2 separate regions of the Mus musculus genome follow, and region 2 is linked to region 1. Evidence: chromatin contacts called from public promoter capture Hi-C data. All regions are on one chromosome and are shown on one strand. The core of a region is the stretch at or near the end of the contact, and the rest is flanking DNA. Distances in the headings are between cores, read along the strand shown.

Region 1 (7,852 bases), core at 3,381-5,880:
ACTGTTTTGTCTAATCTAATTTTTAAATATTTGTAACCAACTGAAGCTGATTTTATATTGCAGTGGACATCCTCAAGTTCAGCACCCTGACTGGAATGTTCAAGATGTCACCACTAGGGAGACATATGGGCACATGGAGTACCTATGCCACCTCACAATTGCATGTGAATCTCACCCTAGAATAAGTTATTTAGTCAGAAAACAAACTGTAAACATTTTAATGGAGTAAGAGATTCACATAAGCTGAACACAGAAGTGTGTTTGGCTTGGACCACAACTACCCTGCTCACTAGCTGTGTGTCCCTGGGTATGTTTCCTGGCCTCTCTGTAAGGAAAGGATGGATGGCCCTCAGGATCCCCATTTGAGGATGATTCTTACAAACTGTACAAAGCCTTACCTATGCCTATCCTGACTGTGGGCTCGCCAGAGATGCAGTGTGAAGTCTATTGCCACAACAATGGCATTGTGTTAGGTTTCACATGGCACCCAAGGATGACAGAAAGTAAGGGGAGGATTTTATAGGTTACACACCACTTTATAACATGTAAGGGAGATGACCCTGGGGATTGGTATCTGCAGTTCCAGTGGCATGAACACCAAGGGATAGATGGCCCTAACAACACTAATACCTCACAGGTGTAGCTGGGGATGGAATGAGGTCCATACCTGAAGGGCCCTGAACGATGCCCCTCATGCAATCAGCACCACATGAGATGTTGGCATTTTTCTCATTGATACCTGCACTAAAGACTCCATCTCCAGAGACAGTTTTGGCCTCTTGCTAGCCCTTCCCCTTCCAACCGACACAGAAGAGAAGAGGCACAGCCAGCATCCAGATATCTCAGCCGTCAGATTTTTGGTGTGTTTAGAAATAAATGCTCACTGTAGGCTCCGGGAGATGCACCATCTCTCACTTTGTCCATCCACTGGCACTCGCCACAGAGCCTCCTTTGTAAGTGCCTGCACATACTTACCAGGCCAACGTCATCTGATACGCCATGAGGAATTAAATCAGGCTGCTGGGGGGAAGGTGTTCACAGCAAAACTGTGGCAATTTTATTGGGAGCAATCAGACTTTTTAAACCTTTATCAGAAACAGAACATAATGACAATTGCCAGGATCAGTACAGTTGAAGTTGCTAGGATTCAATGACATTTACAAGCTATACAGGGTACACAATATTACTACCTAAGACTAACTGTCCTGTCAAGCGTCCATGCTTCCTTGACTTCTGAGGGAACATACATTGAAGCAGAGAGGCCTGAATACTGCACTTCCTGAGGCAGTGTGTCAGTCTCTCAGAAACTGGAAGGCACATTGTGCCCTAGGAGTCATGGACTCTAACCTGAAAATCCGAAGACACATGCCTCTCAAGGCAGCTAGGCCAGGCCAACTTCATGGTTCCTTACTGCTTCTTTAACATGCAGAGACAGAATTAAATCAGATCTACAAATTTTCAGGCATGTCTTTGTGTGAGGCTGGGATTCACCTGTCACTGGAACCTGGACAGCCTCAGTGGCTCCAGGGAACTAAGGGAAATGTGATCAGGTCAGAGACAGGCCACACAGCCACGTTCTCTGGGAATGGCCCCAAGATTCCAGGCTCCTGAGAAAGATAGTTACGTATGTCACATACCATCATGGCAGGCCTCCTGATAAGATGATGGCCATCTTGTTACCATCTGCCTGCAGCAGCATGGGATCTCTGGGGGAAGCATACCACCAGGAGCCTTCCTAGGATCCTGATCCACAGCATTGAAGTGGTTTTTGGATGTTTCCAAAGTTCAAGGCAATTTGCTACTTAGTTATAATTGACACACATCTGAGGGCCTTTGCAGCAGGCAAAAGGAAGCTTTTCCACGGAGCTACCTGTTCTTGGAGGCAGGCTTCTGCACATGGATTCCAATCTTTCTGGTAGTCTCCACCGATGCTCATCTCTAAGGACAATAGTGGGCTGAGCTATTCTCAATTTTGGTCACCAGGTGGCAGCGTAGAAGGCCAAAAACACACCGAAGATTGGAAGACTAGGTTCTGGTCTGAGAGTTTGGGTGAGATTGGGGGGGGGGGGGGCAGATAGGTATTGTGTGTTATCCAGCATCCTCGGGTTCTGGGCTGGGCTGAAAGGAAGCAGACATTCCTCGAGGGATTTATGTGGTTTTAGTGTGAGCTGGGTTCCCACCCAGAAAGGAGGTAGAACCATTGTTGCTATTTGAAGCTAAACGTATAAATGTTATTTGTTTCATAGTCTTCATTAATTGATAATAGATCATTGCTATAAGAGGAACCAATTAGGATTATTGAATTCTAATATCAAGTCCTTACACGGCACTTGCCACACCTGAGGCTGTTCAAGTATCTCTGCTCCTCATATAGCCTCCACAACAAAGTGAGGTTTAATATTACCGCCATTGTACAGGGAAATTGAGTACAGATGGCAGGTAAGACGCTAGTGTTGGGTGCAGCACCTCATCCCATACACGCAAGGCTAAATGTTGGGTCAGCCATGCCCTTCCTGTGCACACAGGGCCAGCTGCTTGTTTGGGTTCTCTACGAGGCTGGCATCAGGGCAGCAAGACCCCGAGATCAGGAGCAGTCTGCAGCCCACAGTGCTCACTGGATGTCTTTCTCTTCTATTTATTTGTATTTTGTGGCACCAGGATGTAAGCAAGGGCTTCACTGCTCAGGAAAGCCCTCTAACACTAAGCCACACTCCCAGCCCTTTCTTTATCTGTCAAAGGGTGGACTTCACTCTGGTGTCTCTCTACAATGCAACCCCCTGTCTGAAATAAGCTCCGAGTGCCTGTGCCTGCAGCAGCTGTGGGTGACATGACCAAGTACAACAGATCTAGTGCCCAGGAAAGACATGCCTGAGATCTCTCACTTCTCCTTCAGGCTGGACAATGCCTGCATGAACTGGGATTCAAATGGGACTCGACACATAAGAAAGCATGCTACAGTGTGAGCTTGGGGGAAGGAAGAAACATTTATAACTGATCCTGGGATGGGGGAAGGACTGACATCCACAGGTCCCTTGGGCTTGTGTTCAGCCTAGCTGTTTGGCCCTGCCATTAAGAAATGCTGTAGAAGGCCTGCTCTTTCCATTTCTCTACTTGACTGGGTCTTGAGTGGGTGATGGCACCCAGAGCAAACTGTAGCAGGTAGAACCAGGCCAGAGATGGGTTCCCTCACGTATTCTCTGCCCCACACACCTCTGGCTGCTGTCCTGCACTGTGGTGCAGACCACCTCCCTTCCTACCTGAAAAGTCACTGTGGGCTCCTAGGACACTGGGCACTGTGAAGACAGCTATAAAAAGGCCTCTATTACAAAGTACCCCTTCAATATTATCTTTTACTTTTTATTGGGTGGTTGATTGATTGATTTTTTTTTGAGACAGGGTTTTTCTGTTTAATAGTCCTGGATTTGTAGATTAGGCTGTCCTCGAACTCACAGAGATTGGCCTGCCTCTGCCTCCCAAGAGCTGGGTTTAAACCACATGCTATTTTTTTTTCCTTTACATAAGCTAAGTTGCTGGGTCCTGGAAGATTTGTGATCCTGACACTTAGAGCCTTCCTCGGCAGTGAGGCTTTCAGCTTTATCTAACCTTACTACTGTCCTCATGGTTTCTGGCTGCTTTGAACTCTCCTTGAGCACCTTGGGAAGCTGAGTTTCTGATTTCAGCTGCTGGATCTCGAAGCTCCGGACTCCTGGTCTCAGTCACTGCTGTTTCAAACAGTTTGTGCAGGATGCAGGACTTTCTGCCCATCATCAGCCTTGGGGGAATTAACATGACTCTGGGGCATTTTTACTCACGATGAGGGGGAGTCTTTTTCCTGGCTCCCTGCGCTATGACTGATGCAAATCCAGTCCTTAGTTTTCAGGAAGGGCCGTGTCCTGACTGGTGCACACACTTCCATTCAGAATCAGCTTGTGATCACTTGTGTGGTCCACGTGGAGAGTTTCTTCAAAGTGGTCTTCCCCAGAGAGGGAACTGAGGGGCTGCTGTGAGAGCAGAAGTTCCATAGGCAAGGCCAGGGGAAGTAAAGAAGAGACAAGAAATTGCCAAGGGTTAAGACTGGAGAAGGCAGGCTGGGAGGAGAAGCTACTGAGCCTTAATGGCAGGGGGTCCCAGGACCCTTGGACTTACAAGCTGTGACATTTGCCAGTACTGAGGGTCAAGAGTCCGAAAGCTTGGGGACCAGAGCTGTCATTCCTAGGCTTCCAGTAGCTGCCCTGTACTAGGGGTTAAAGCCTAGGGCAATGAGTGTCCAACCTGAGCTTCTGGAGTCCGTTTCTGACCAAAGCTTTGGCTCCCAGGACCTCAGCTGCAGCTTCTAGCTCCGCCAGTAGAGCACTTGGGCCCGGGACACCCATATCTGAGAGTTTCTCCACTACCAATTCCCATCAGTGTAAAGTAGGGAATCCTGGTTTAATGACTAGTATCAGGGATAGATACTGCTTTCATTGGCCTAGGGTTACAGCTTTACCCATTAAGTCAGTCAGGCGCGTCTATCTCTAGCCTGGAGCACTGGACGCTGCTTCTGGGCGGGCCCTAAACTAAGGGCAGAACTGGGCGTGTCCTGGACCTCCGCCGCACAGTAGGAAGGAGAACGCACCGGATGACTGTCGCCTGCCACGCGTGCCAGGCACAGCATGGGAAGACGCTCCTGTTGCAGGCGGCCCTTGCCGGTGGTGGCAAGTCTGGGTGCTGCACTCCTGCTCCTGTGCGCCCTGCGTCCCGGTGAGTGCGCGGGCCCGGGGCTCTGCGTTGTTTCCTCAGCTAGAGAGCCACCTGGCACCTGCCTGTTGTTTGGGGCTGGGGCATCGCCAGTGGAAGACAGGTTCCTTCCATTCCCGCATGGAACTTCTTTTCTTGTCGCTGGCGAGATGACCACTGTCTGACTCCCTGTAGAGCTGCTGGTGGGAACTTTTGGTCAATCTAGAGATGCGTTTGTTACATTTGCCCTACTCTCTGAGCCTTGAGAAGTCAGTTTGCTCTCTGGCCTGGATGCCTGTCTTAATCTGAGATCCTGCTGAGTCTATACATCCACAGAAGAACTGCACAGGTCTATGCTGGCCTGGCGTTTCAGGGATCACGACCTGCTAGTACCAGTTTCCACCAGGCATGTGGTCAGTTTCACTCTGAATGAACCTAGGTCTCCTCTGATCCTCTGGCAGATAACTCACTTTACAGACCAAGCTGAGGGCAGAGGTCAGGTGTGGAGTGGCTTAGAGGTACCTGGGCAGTGGGCTACTTTTCTGACGGTTTGTCCATCCTTAGTCTGTGTGTATGGGGTCTGCTCACTTCCAGACAGGTTTTTACTCAAGGGTGGACAGGGTCATTAGCTGAGAGTGACTCAGGACAAGGGAAAACTGTTTTCAGAATGGTACTGATCCATGGAGGACCTCAATGACCAGCAGGCTTGTAGATCAGAGGTCACTCAGCAAGCTTAACCTATTATCTGTCCCCTCCCAGGGCCTTAACAGTCTCATCTATGGAATAGGTTCTGACTCCATGCTTACAGGGATTTTAGGAGGGTGAGTTTGAATGTTACAGTAGACAGTGCTTGGCCCCCAGCCCGTGCATCACACTGGCTTCGTCCTTAGGGACCCCTGGGAAGGATGCCAGGTGAACAGAACTGGGAAGGCCTCAGGAGTAGTCACCATGCCTGTGTCTACTCACTCTGCCAATTAACAAGCTCTGCATGACCAGATGTAAGTGGCTGTGCCAGGGCACCCCTGCAAGCCCCCCCCCCCGGAAGGGAGCCTTCTCCTTACTGAAGACCTGTAGGTGAATGGCTACTTCTGTATAGGTGCTTTCTCATGTCTAACATGTCCCTTGGCACGGTCTGGGTGTGGTCGCAGTGTCTGCTGATGCCACAGTCTCTGTCCACCCTGTCATTCATTGTAGACAAATGTTTACCCATTCCTGGGCCACAATGGCTCAGGTCCCTCAGGGCCCAAACACTGTTTTGGGGTATGAGTGGATAGTCTGGCCCTGGGGTGTGTCTGCAGAGAGGCATGTGCCTGGGTGGCCATGAGGATGTCTTCATGCCTTTTGGGACACATCTCTCCTGCCACCTCCTCCAGCCAGGTTTGGGAAGAAAAGCAATCGTAGCCCTGGGACCCCTCCTCTCCTAGGGAAGCTAGGGGTAAGGGGTGTGAACGGGAGCAGGGGAGGGAAAGTGCAAGCACGGTTAGAGAAAGGGCTGCGTGCTCTCCCCTTACCAGCTTCGCTCGGGTAGGGCTGATATTTACACCTGCCATCCCCAGGCTGGTCTCATGCTGTCTTCCCTGGGAAGTCCTCACTGACCCTAGCTTTATTCCCCCTGGTCTGAGATGGGTCTCTTGAGCTTCCTCAGTTTCTACGCCTCACCTCCCAGTCTCTAGATCTGAAGTTCTCAATTTGTGGGTGGTGACCCATTTGGGAGTTGAACCACCCCTTTCATAGGAGTATCCTAAGATCGCTGGAAAACACAGATATTTACATTACAATTTACAACAGCAGCAAGATTACAGTTATAAAGTAGCAATGAAAATAATTTTATGGTTAGATCACCACAACGTGAGGAACTGTATTAAAGGGTCTCAGCATTAGGAAGGTTGAGAGCTGCTCCTCTAGATGCTCGCACTCTTCCGTAGTAGGTTTCCAGCCACCAACTTTTCAGTCTTGGGCCAGTGTCTTAGTTAGGGTTTTACTGCTGTGAACAGACACCATGACCAAGGCAAGTCTTATAAAAAACAACATTTAATTGGGGCTGGCTTACAGGTTCAGAGGTTCAGTCCATTATCATCAAGGTGGGAGCATGGCAGTATCCAGGCAGGCATGGCACAGGAGCAGCTGAGAGTTCTATGTCTTCATCCAAAGGCTGCTAGTGGAAGACTGACTTCCAGGCAACTAGGGTGAGGATCTTATACACACACCCACAGTGACACACCCATTCCAACCAGGTCACACCTATTCCAACAAGGCCACACCTTCAGATGGTGCCACTCCCCGGTCCAAGGATATACAAACCATCACAGCCAGCAAGAGCCCAAGTTCATCTAAAGCTAGCTCTCCACCCACCTTGCAGGGAGAAATGTGTGCTTATGGTAGGCGCTGGCTGGGAGACAGGGGGAAGGTCTGGTCTTGATGCAGGGGTAGGATCTCACTGTGCCAGGTCTCAAGGGGACATGCCTCTGTTTTTGCAGTCAAGTCTCAGCCAGAAGGGGATTATGGGAAAGATTTGTGGGTCAAGGAGAGCTCAGGGCCCAGGAGAATCCCAATGTCATACATACCTCAGCTGAAAGTCTAAGACAGGCCTTGTCCCTTCCTGCTCCTGGGAATGAGGTGTCACTGCCACCATCTGCTGGGCAAATGGAACACTGAGGGGTTACAGGTTATGTCTGGGTTCCAGCTGCTCCAGGGATCTCATTGGTCTCTTTCTAGTGGGGAGCCCATTCTAGTCTCGCTGCCCAGGATCTGCTAACAGCACTGACTCAGCCTAGGGTCAGCATGGTAGAGTGAGACAGCTGCCTTAGACACCTCTGTCACTAGTATGGGCCCCCTTGCTCCTTTGGTCTGTCTGGGCTTCCCTGCTGCACAGCTCTATGTTTGCTGAGCCTGGTGGCCACATAGTCTCTGTATGGGAGCTGGAGAACTTACATATGTCTCACCTCGAAGAGTTGCATTTTGACACTAAAACCACAGGTCTCATGCCATCTGCTCTTAGACACGCCCTGAGGGGGTGGGTGGGGGTGGGGTGATCTGATCTGTTAAGCACAGGAGTCTCAGAACCCCTTGGCCTAAATGCCAGACTGGTTAGCAAAAGGAGGGGGTGTGGCTGCTGCGATAGAGCTCCCAAGAGACC
Region 2 (7,852 bases), core at 3,167-5,666, 190 kb before region 1:
TCGGAGCCCTGCTGGTACATAGCTGGACATAATGTGGATTTATTTTGTATAATTACACACCACAGACATGTAAAATGATATTGTATTTCTAAATACCAGAAATGAAAATGTCATTAATCAATTAAGAAAACTCAGGGGAAATCTAACCAAAGAGGAGTGTTGGCAATTTCCTGTTGTGATAAAAGATCTGATAAAACAACTTTAGGAGGAAAGGGTGGGTGGGGAGGGGTGAGGGGGGTGGGGAGCAGTGGGGAGAGAAGTCAGCTCCTAGTAGATGGCAGGCAGCATTCTTCATTCCAGGCAAGAGTCAAAAATGGCCAAAATCCATCCATGGAAGCTGGCCTGGTATCTGTATGGTGGTTACAAGGGCAGGTGAAGACCAAAGCCACAAGTCCCCTTGAGGCTCAAGCCTTGGGACTTGCACAAGGCCCTGCTGGCACTTTCCGTATCACAGGCTGGCCTGACTTCAAACAACAGAGAAATAAATTCCAGCCTGTGACAGGCAGACAGCAAAGTCACATTGTGGATTGGAGCAGGCTCTGTGGGTGTGACTTCTTGGTCCCCATCTGCACCTCAAGCCGCTTCCCCTCTCTCTGGAAAAAAAAAAAAAGCCCTGCTCACTTTCTGTTTTCCACTCTAAGGAAAGCCCACCCGTAGCATCTCTGTGTTTACCTTGATGTCAGACAGGTCCTCAGAAACACTGCTGTTCAGAGACAAGAGTGCTTTAAGGCTGGTGGGTGTTCCTGATTTTGCAGAGGCAGAGGCAGAGGCAGAGGCAGAGGCAGAGGCAGAGGCAGAGGCAGAGGCAGAGGCAGAGGCAGAGGCAGAGGCAGAGGCAGAGGCAGAGGCAGAGGCAGAGGCAGAGGCAGAGGCAGAGGCAGGTGGATCTCTGCAGGTGGATCTTTGTGAACCCAAGGCCAGCCAGGTCTACATAGTGAGTTCCTGGCCAGACAGGGCTACATCCAGAGACCCTGTCTCATTAAAACAAAACAACTTTGTTGACTGCTGGTACAAGTGAGGGCAGCCTCATGCAGTAATATTGCTTCTGCTTCTGCTTCTGCTGCTATAAAATATAATGGTCAGATTGCCCTTTCAAACGTCTCATAAAAAAGGCATTTACGTTTAATCTACCTTAAAAAGACCCTACCTCAAAACAAAAGCCTTTAGAAAGGCACAGTGCACCTCCAAAAGAAGGGGCTTCAGAAGGCAGGTCAGGGCTGGGGAAGCCATGTGTGGCTTCTGGGTGCTAGCTTAGCATGCGCAGGACATGAAACAAACATGGTGAGATGCAAAGTGGCAAGTGTGGGCAACGAGGACATCTTGACTTTCTGGGATAGGAGGCATGGGGGGGGGGCGGGAGGAGCGGGCTGAAGAAAGGGAGGGAATGAGATAGGGGTTGACTCTAAGGCAGTGGGGAGGCGCGGCCTCTGGTTTTTCTTTTGGTTCAGGGGGAGGTCTGTGGGGACCTGTGGGGCAAGAAACTTCTCCCTAGTGGCCGATGTCTTGCTAGTAAGGTGGCTGACACATGGTGGTCTCTCCCCACATAGGAAACGTGGACTCTGAGCCTGGGGAAATATTTGGAGGGCTAAGCGGAGGAGAACAATCAAGACAGTGTCTCTGGGACAAGGAATGCCCACAGTCAGAGGCCAGGGGAAAGGCGCTGCCTTTGGGGCTGCAGATCTAGCACAGTACTCTGGCCTTGCTTCCACAGTTTTACTATAGCTTTTTCCCTCTGCTGCCTAGATCTTGTATTTTTGGGTAGAGCTCCGTACAGGCTGGATCAGTGTTGGAGAAGATGGATTCCTGGTCTGGGGAGGTACTCGGTGGACTGAGTTGAGGACAGCAGACTTCCACATGTTTCTGGCACAAAGAAACTGCACTGGCAGAGGAAACAGGAAGTTCCCAGCCTTTGGGGTCTGTAGGCCTATCTTGAGTCCCACATCCAGGCTTCCCGGGTAGTTTTTGAGCCTTCTTCTGGTACTCTCTAGCACATCAGTTCTGGAACCAGATCTTGATCTTGATCCATCAATCCAAATCCTTGAGGCAGAGGCAGAGGCAGAGGCAGAGGCAGAGGCAGAGGCAGAGGCAGAGGCAGAGGCAGAGGCAGAGGCAGAGGCAGAGGCAGAGGCAGAGGCAGAGGCAGAGGCAGAGGCAGAGGCAGAGGCAGAGGCAGAGGCAGAGGCAGAGGCAGAGGCAGAGGCAGAGGCAGAGGCAGAGGCAGAGGCAGAGGCAGAGGCAGAGGCAGAGGCAGAGGCAGAGGCAGAGGCAGGTGGATCTCTGCAGGTGGATCTTTGTGAACCCAAGGCCAGCCAGGTCTACATAGTGAGTTCCTGGCCAGACAGGGCTACATCCAGAGACCCTGTCTCATTAAAACAAAACAACTTTGTTGACTGCTGGTACAAGTGAGGGCAGCCTCATGCAGTAATATTGCTTCTGCTTCTGCTTCTGCTGCTGCTGCTGCTGCTGCTGCTGCTTCTGCTTCTTCTTCTTCTTCTTCTTCTTCTTCTTCTTCTTCTTCTTCTTCTTCTTCTTCTTCTTCTTCTTCTTCTTCTCCTTCTCCTTCTCCTTCTCCTTCTCCTTCTCCTTCTCCTTCTCCTTCTCCTCCTTCTCCTTTTCCTTCTCCTCTTCCTCCTCCTCCTCTTCTTCTTCTTCCTCCTCCTTCTTCTAGAAGTACATTTTCTTTTAATCTTTTTTTTAAAAGATTTTATTTATTTAAGTTTATGAGTACAGCTGGGCGTGGTGTTGCATGCCTTTAATCCCAGCACTCAGGAGGCAGAGGCAGGAAGATTTCTGAGTTTGAGGCCAGCCTGGTCTATAGAGTGAGTTCCAGGACAGCCAAAGCTACACAGAGAAACCCTGTCTCAAAAAACCAAAAAAAAAAAAAAAAAAAAAAAAAAGTATATGAGCACATTGTAACTATACTGATGGTTGTGAGCCATCATGTGGTTGCTGGGAATGAAGGTTGCTTGCTTGGCTAGCCCTCCTTGCTCCAGCCTAAAGATTTATTATTATATCTAAATACACTGTAGCTGTCTTCAGATCACTGTAGCTACACTAGAAGAAGGTGTCAGATCCCATTACAGATGGTTGTGAGCTACCATGTAGATGCTGGGATTTGAACTCAGGACCTTTGGAAGAGCAGTCAGTGCTCTTAACTGCTGAGCCATCTCTCCAGCCCTGTAATATTTCTTCTATAACTAGTGAAATGCATAAACATGTACACACACACACACACACACCAGAATGTACCCAAAGGCCAGGAGCTATCCTGTGCCTCAACCCCCACACAGTGGGAGGAGAAAAGCCACCACCTGGACATCTTTGCTTTTTTCTTAATCTCAATTTCCAAGACCAACCCACAGCTGGGAGAACACAATCCCTCCTTGCCCAAGAGGTCCACTCTCTGAATGAAGGCCCAGTAGGGACACTGCCAACACATAGTTCAGGACAGTGCCAGCCTCTGCTAGGTCTGCACCAGTCACACACTTCTCATGGAAAGACAGACAGAAGCTAGGGAACAGAGGAAGGGGCTTTTGTCACTGGCCACTGGCTGGCTCCTTCCCTGCCTTACTCAGATGTCCCCACATGACCGGGACAGATAGAGGATGATTCTGTTCTGCAGAGAGTAGCATGAACTCACCTTCCCTGCCTGATCTGTATGCAACATGCTGCTCCTTGGACGTGGCCTTTAGTACTATCAAAACACAGCCAATGGGAGCCACAGGGAGCTGTGCGGACTGCAGCTGACACCTCTACAGTCAACTTAAAAGGGAAAGCTCGGTGGCTCTTGTCGAGGACTCAGGTGTGATTCCATGGGTCCCAGGGGATCCAGTGCCCTCTTTTGACCTCTACTGACACTGCACACGCGTGGTACATAGACATACATGCAGACAAAAGCCAGACACATTAAAATAAAAACAAAAAAAAAAAAGAAAAGAAAAAGAAAAGAAAGAAAAACGAAGCAGACAAACATGAAGAGACGTGACTAGTAGGTAGCCGCTGATCATGACCACCAAATCTTCTGCAGTTCACATGACTGAGTTTCTGCATTCACAGGGCGGGCAGTGCAGGAGACATGGTCACACAAACATGGGAGTAACACACAGTACTATGACATCCATGTCCCCACTTGGGACGAGGACTTCCTAGTTCCACCATAACCTTACAGACCCTCAGTTGTACATGTGAAATGTAACTGGTGCTTCTCTACGCCATCTGCTTAGAGAGGGAGGGTCTCATCCCAGGGCTCTCCAAAGTGGCCTCCTAGTCACCATGTATCAGAGACCTCCCGGGATCCCACAGAACTGACCAGCAGGGGGCAGCATGGTGCCACAGAGGCCCTGAATCTATTGAAACCCTGTAGGGCAGATGGCAGTGCCCCAGGGTTCCAGCCTGAGATCTGAGCAGAGCCCAGGCTAGGCTGCTCAAAAGCCCCACAGAAGAGACCCAAGTGGCCGCACCCAGAGCTGCAGGCCTGCAAAGTCAACAAGGTTTGGTTTTTCTCCATGGCTGGATCAGGTCACTATTTACTTGGCTCCGCTGGGGACTGCAAGACCTTGTCCTATGAGCCACACCTATTTTTACCCAGCAGAGTCAGCCTCAGGGTGAGATCTGGGGCTGAGAGTTTCCATTGTTGCTCCAGGCTGTCTGTCTCTAGGTGAGAGCACTCAACCAGGGACCTCCTGACTCTCCTGCTGCTCCTCTCCTCTCCTCTCCCTCCTCTCCTCTCTATGCCATTCCCCTCCTTTTCTTCTTCTTTCTGTCTGTCTTTTTCCCCCCCTTAATCTGCCCCTCCCTTCCCACTCCTGGCCCCTGGTCCCTAGGACCTGTACTGCCTGGTAAAAATACACCTTCCCTCTGAACCTCAAACTCTCTCCTTTGGGGTGTTTGATTTTGACACAGCTCAATGTGCCAGTGAGGCAAAGCCTCTGTGGGCCCTCCCTGGGACCCTTCATCTCTGTTGCACAATGGAGACTGGCTTGCATCATCAGAGAGGCCTGGCCAGTGCACACTCAGCATATCATGGAGCCAGCCTGATGCCTCTCAAGGACCTGCCCTCTGGCAGGGCTGTGAGGGATATGAAGGGTGCTGACCTGCAGAGACCCCCTGTCAGGAGCAAAGCCTAAGTTATCTGATTGATCCTAACAGGAGGATCAGGTTTTGGCCTCCTCCTCCTCCATTCTCTCCCTCTGTCTATTCAAGCTAGACCACCAGTCTTTGGAAAGCTTTTCAGAGTAGGGGGTTCCCAGGCCTTTTCTCTGCCCTTCCAGAGACCCAAGTTGAGCAACCTCAAATCCAGGACTCCTGGCTGGGCAGAGTAGCTTCGGGGTACTGGGGAACCTTGGCAGCTGACACCGAGGTCCACTCAGGGCTGCATTAGAAGTGAAACAGAGGACAAAGAAAATGAAAATGATCAAATTTAAGATCTCAACCTTTGGGGGCTGGAGAAATGTCTCAGCAGTTGAGAGCCTGGCTGCTCTTCCAGAAGACCTGAGTTTGATTTTCAGCATATACACGGTGGCTTACAACAGTCTATAACTCCAGTTTTAAGGGATCTAAGGCCCTCTTCTGGCATGTTTGAGCTCTGCACACCTGTGGTGTATATCCATACTTGCAGGCAACACATTCATACACATAAAGAATCTAAAAATAAACCTCAAAACAAAACAAAAAAGCCTTAGCCCTTGGGTAGCTGTACAATTCACGGATGAATTTTGAAGTCAAAAAAGTGAACACAAAATTTTAATGAGATTTATTGTCCCCATTAACCTCTTTCCATCTCCCACTTTAAGCAAGGTCTCAGATAGATCTGGGCTTGTCACCCCTTTCCTGGACCTGTGTCTCAGATGGCTTCCCCAGCACCTGGGTGAGCTCCACCAATGTCAGATGACCTCTGGCCCCTGCAGGCTACACCTTCTCTCCACGTGGGTCACCTTGTCAGCCTACCCTCTCTGAACTGTGGCTTTGCTCTTTTGCATGAAAACCACTTCTGACTCCTATGGAAGATAGAAGATAATGTCCTAACCCAACCCAGTGAATAAATTTGCCACATGACAGGAATCCCAAGACTACGAGTTCAGTTAGAGCTAGTCAGGGGACTGGAGGTAAGAGGATTGTCCTGGTTTATCTGGGTGAGCCCTTGTTATGTCACTAGCGTCCTCTCTATGACACAGACTTAGCCAGTCTGTAGGAATGGTCTGGGGTAAGGCTTAACTGGCCACAGCTGGCTGTGAAGATGGAGGGAGGGGCCGAGAAGCTGGGGGAGGACAGGCAATAGATAGTAAACCTTTCAGACAATTTGATTTCAGATGCTGCTGCACACTGCCAAGCCCAGAACTATGTAAGAATTAAGTTTATATTGCTCTAAGACACTGTATTGCTGATAATCTGATTTAATAGTCTGCCAAATGTCTTTTCTGTTACCCTTTTCATTGCTATGACCCAACAAGAAGTAATGGGATGGGGAGGGAGGGTTGTTTTGGTTGGTAGGGGTGGGCTAAAGTGGGCAGAGGTTTAGGCTGTAGGGAGGGTGAGGGGAGCTTGTTTGGGCTGTGAGGAGGGAGAGGCTTATCCTCGATCCTGGTTTTGGAGTTGTCAATGCATGGTTGAGCAGCTGTGCTGTTTTGGGCCTATGCTAAGATGTCACAGCACAGCAGTCCTGTGTGATGAAGCCTATACTCACGTTACAATGGAAGCCTCCACAACCCTCTCCCTCAGTTAGCAGGACATGTGAGGACTGAGAGTTTATAAAGGAGCCCGTGGGGACATTCTAAACCCCAGTGTGGACACGAGCGACTAATATACTCTCAACTTTGCAGAGGAGGAAGCTAAGGCTCAAGAGAGAGTGGGGAAGGTCTGCAGAGTATAGAGCACCGGGGTGGCAGGGTTTCATGGAAACTGTGGCCAGGGTGATGGTGCACAGGTCATCTGAGCACACTAGGTCTGGGTTCAGTCTTGCACCACATGGGCCTGAACTGGAAGAAGTCACAGTTTTACCAATCCCCAGGCAAAACTCAACCCCAGTGGCATAAAGCTCCTATAAATAACAAACTTAACGGATGGGTTCAGGAAGAAACTGCACTTCTTAGTCTGAGATTCCTGAAAAGATCCATGCTCCTGGCAGCCATACTACCACTGGTGCTAGACTTTCCCCAACTTCCTCCCAGAACTTTACCATTCTCTAGCCCACCTCCTGCTGCAATATTTTCATTTACATTTCAAATGTTTTCCATTTTCCCAGTCCCACCCCTCAAACCCCCTATCCCAATCCCCCTCCCCCTGCTTCAATGAGGGTGTGCCTCCATCCACCCACCCACTTGCATCTCCCTGCCCTGGCATTCCCCTACACTGGGGCATTGGGCCTTCACAGGACCAAGGGCCTGGTGCGCAACAAGGCCCTACTCTGCTACATATGCAGCTGGAGCCATGTGTACTCTTTGGTTGGTGGTTTAGTACCTGGGAGTTCTGGGGGGGTCTGATTGGTTGACACTGTTGTTCTTCCTATGGGGTTGCAAACCCTTTTAGCTCCTTCAGTCCTTCCCCTAACTCCTCCATTGGGGATCCCATGCTCAGTCCAATGGTTGGCTGCAAGCATCCATCTCTGTATGTGTTAGGCTCTGGCAGAACCTCTCAGGAGACAGCCATATCAGGCTCATGTCAGCATGTACTTCTTGGCATCCACAATAGCGTCTGGGTTTGGTGACTGTGTATGGGATGAATCCCCAAGTGGGGAGTCTCTGGATGGCCTTTCCTTCAGTCTCTGCTCCACACTTTGTCTCTGTATTTCCTCCCATGAGTATTTTGTTCCTCCTTCTAAGAAGGACTGAAACATTCACACTTAGGTCTTCCTTCT

The links. Promoter capture Hi-C pulls out the DNA fragments that hold promoters and counts their contacts.
Region 2: a contact with region 1 is called in a promoter capture Hi-C map of liver, with 2.6 times the contacts expected there. The contact joins the enhancer-like site here to the promoter of Chst13 in region 1. A contact is called at or near these places in 15 of 39 promoter capture datasets (the 3T3-L1 cell line, 3T3-L1-derived adipocytes, the HPC-7 cell line and 7 more), 2 of 15 datasets of contacts at CTCF or cohesin (the NIH/3T3 cell line and stem cell-derived epiblast-like cells), 12 of 484 Hi-C or Micro-C datasets (the AML12 cell line, the G1E-ER4 cell line, cerebellum and 5 more), 1 of 115 datasets of contacts at active chromatin or transcription factors (embryonic stem cells) and 2 of 9 other capture datasets (adipose tissue and liver).

What each region holds. Positions count from the first base shown.
Region 1 is chr6:90,321,963-90,329,814 of GRCm38.p6, reverse strand. It overlaps Chst13 (carbohydrate sulfotransferase 13), which reads left to right and starts at 4,630. Exons shown (of 3, transcript NM_027928.1): 1 at 4,630-4,740. The coding sequence starts at 4,653.
Region 2 is chr6:90,511,700-90,519,551 of GRCm38.p6, reverse strand. No RefSeq gene overlaps it. Among named protein-coding and RNA genes, the nearest start is that of Aldh1l1, 35 kb to the left of the region's middle. Within about 2 kb of position 4,416, at least 55 of the 459 cell types and tissues checked have an H3K27ac peak or open chromatin away from gene starts, as enhancers often do. A contact at or near this core is called in 3T3-L1-derived adipocytes, the AML12 cell line, adipose tissue and 5 more, where this site is marked.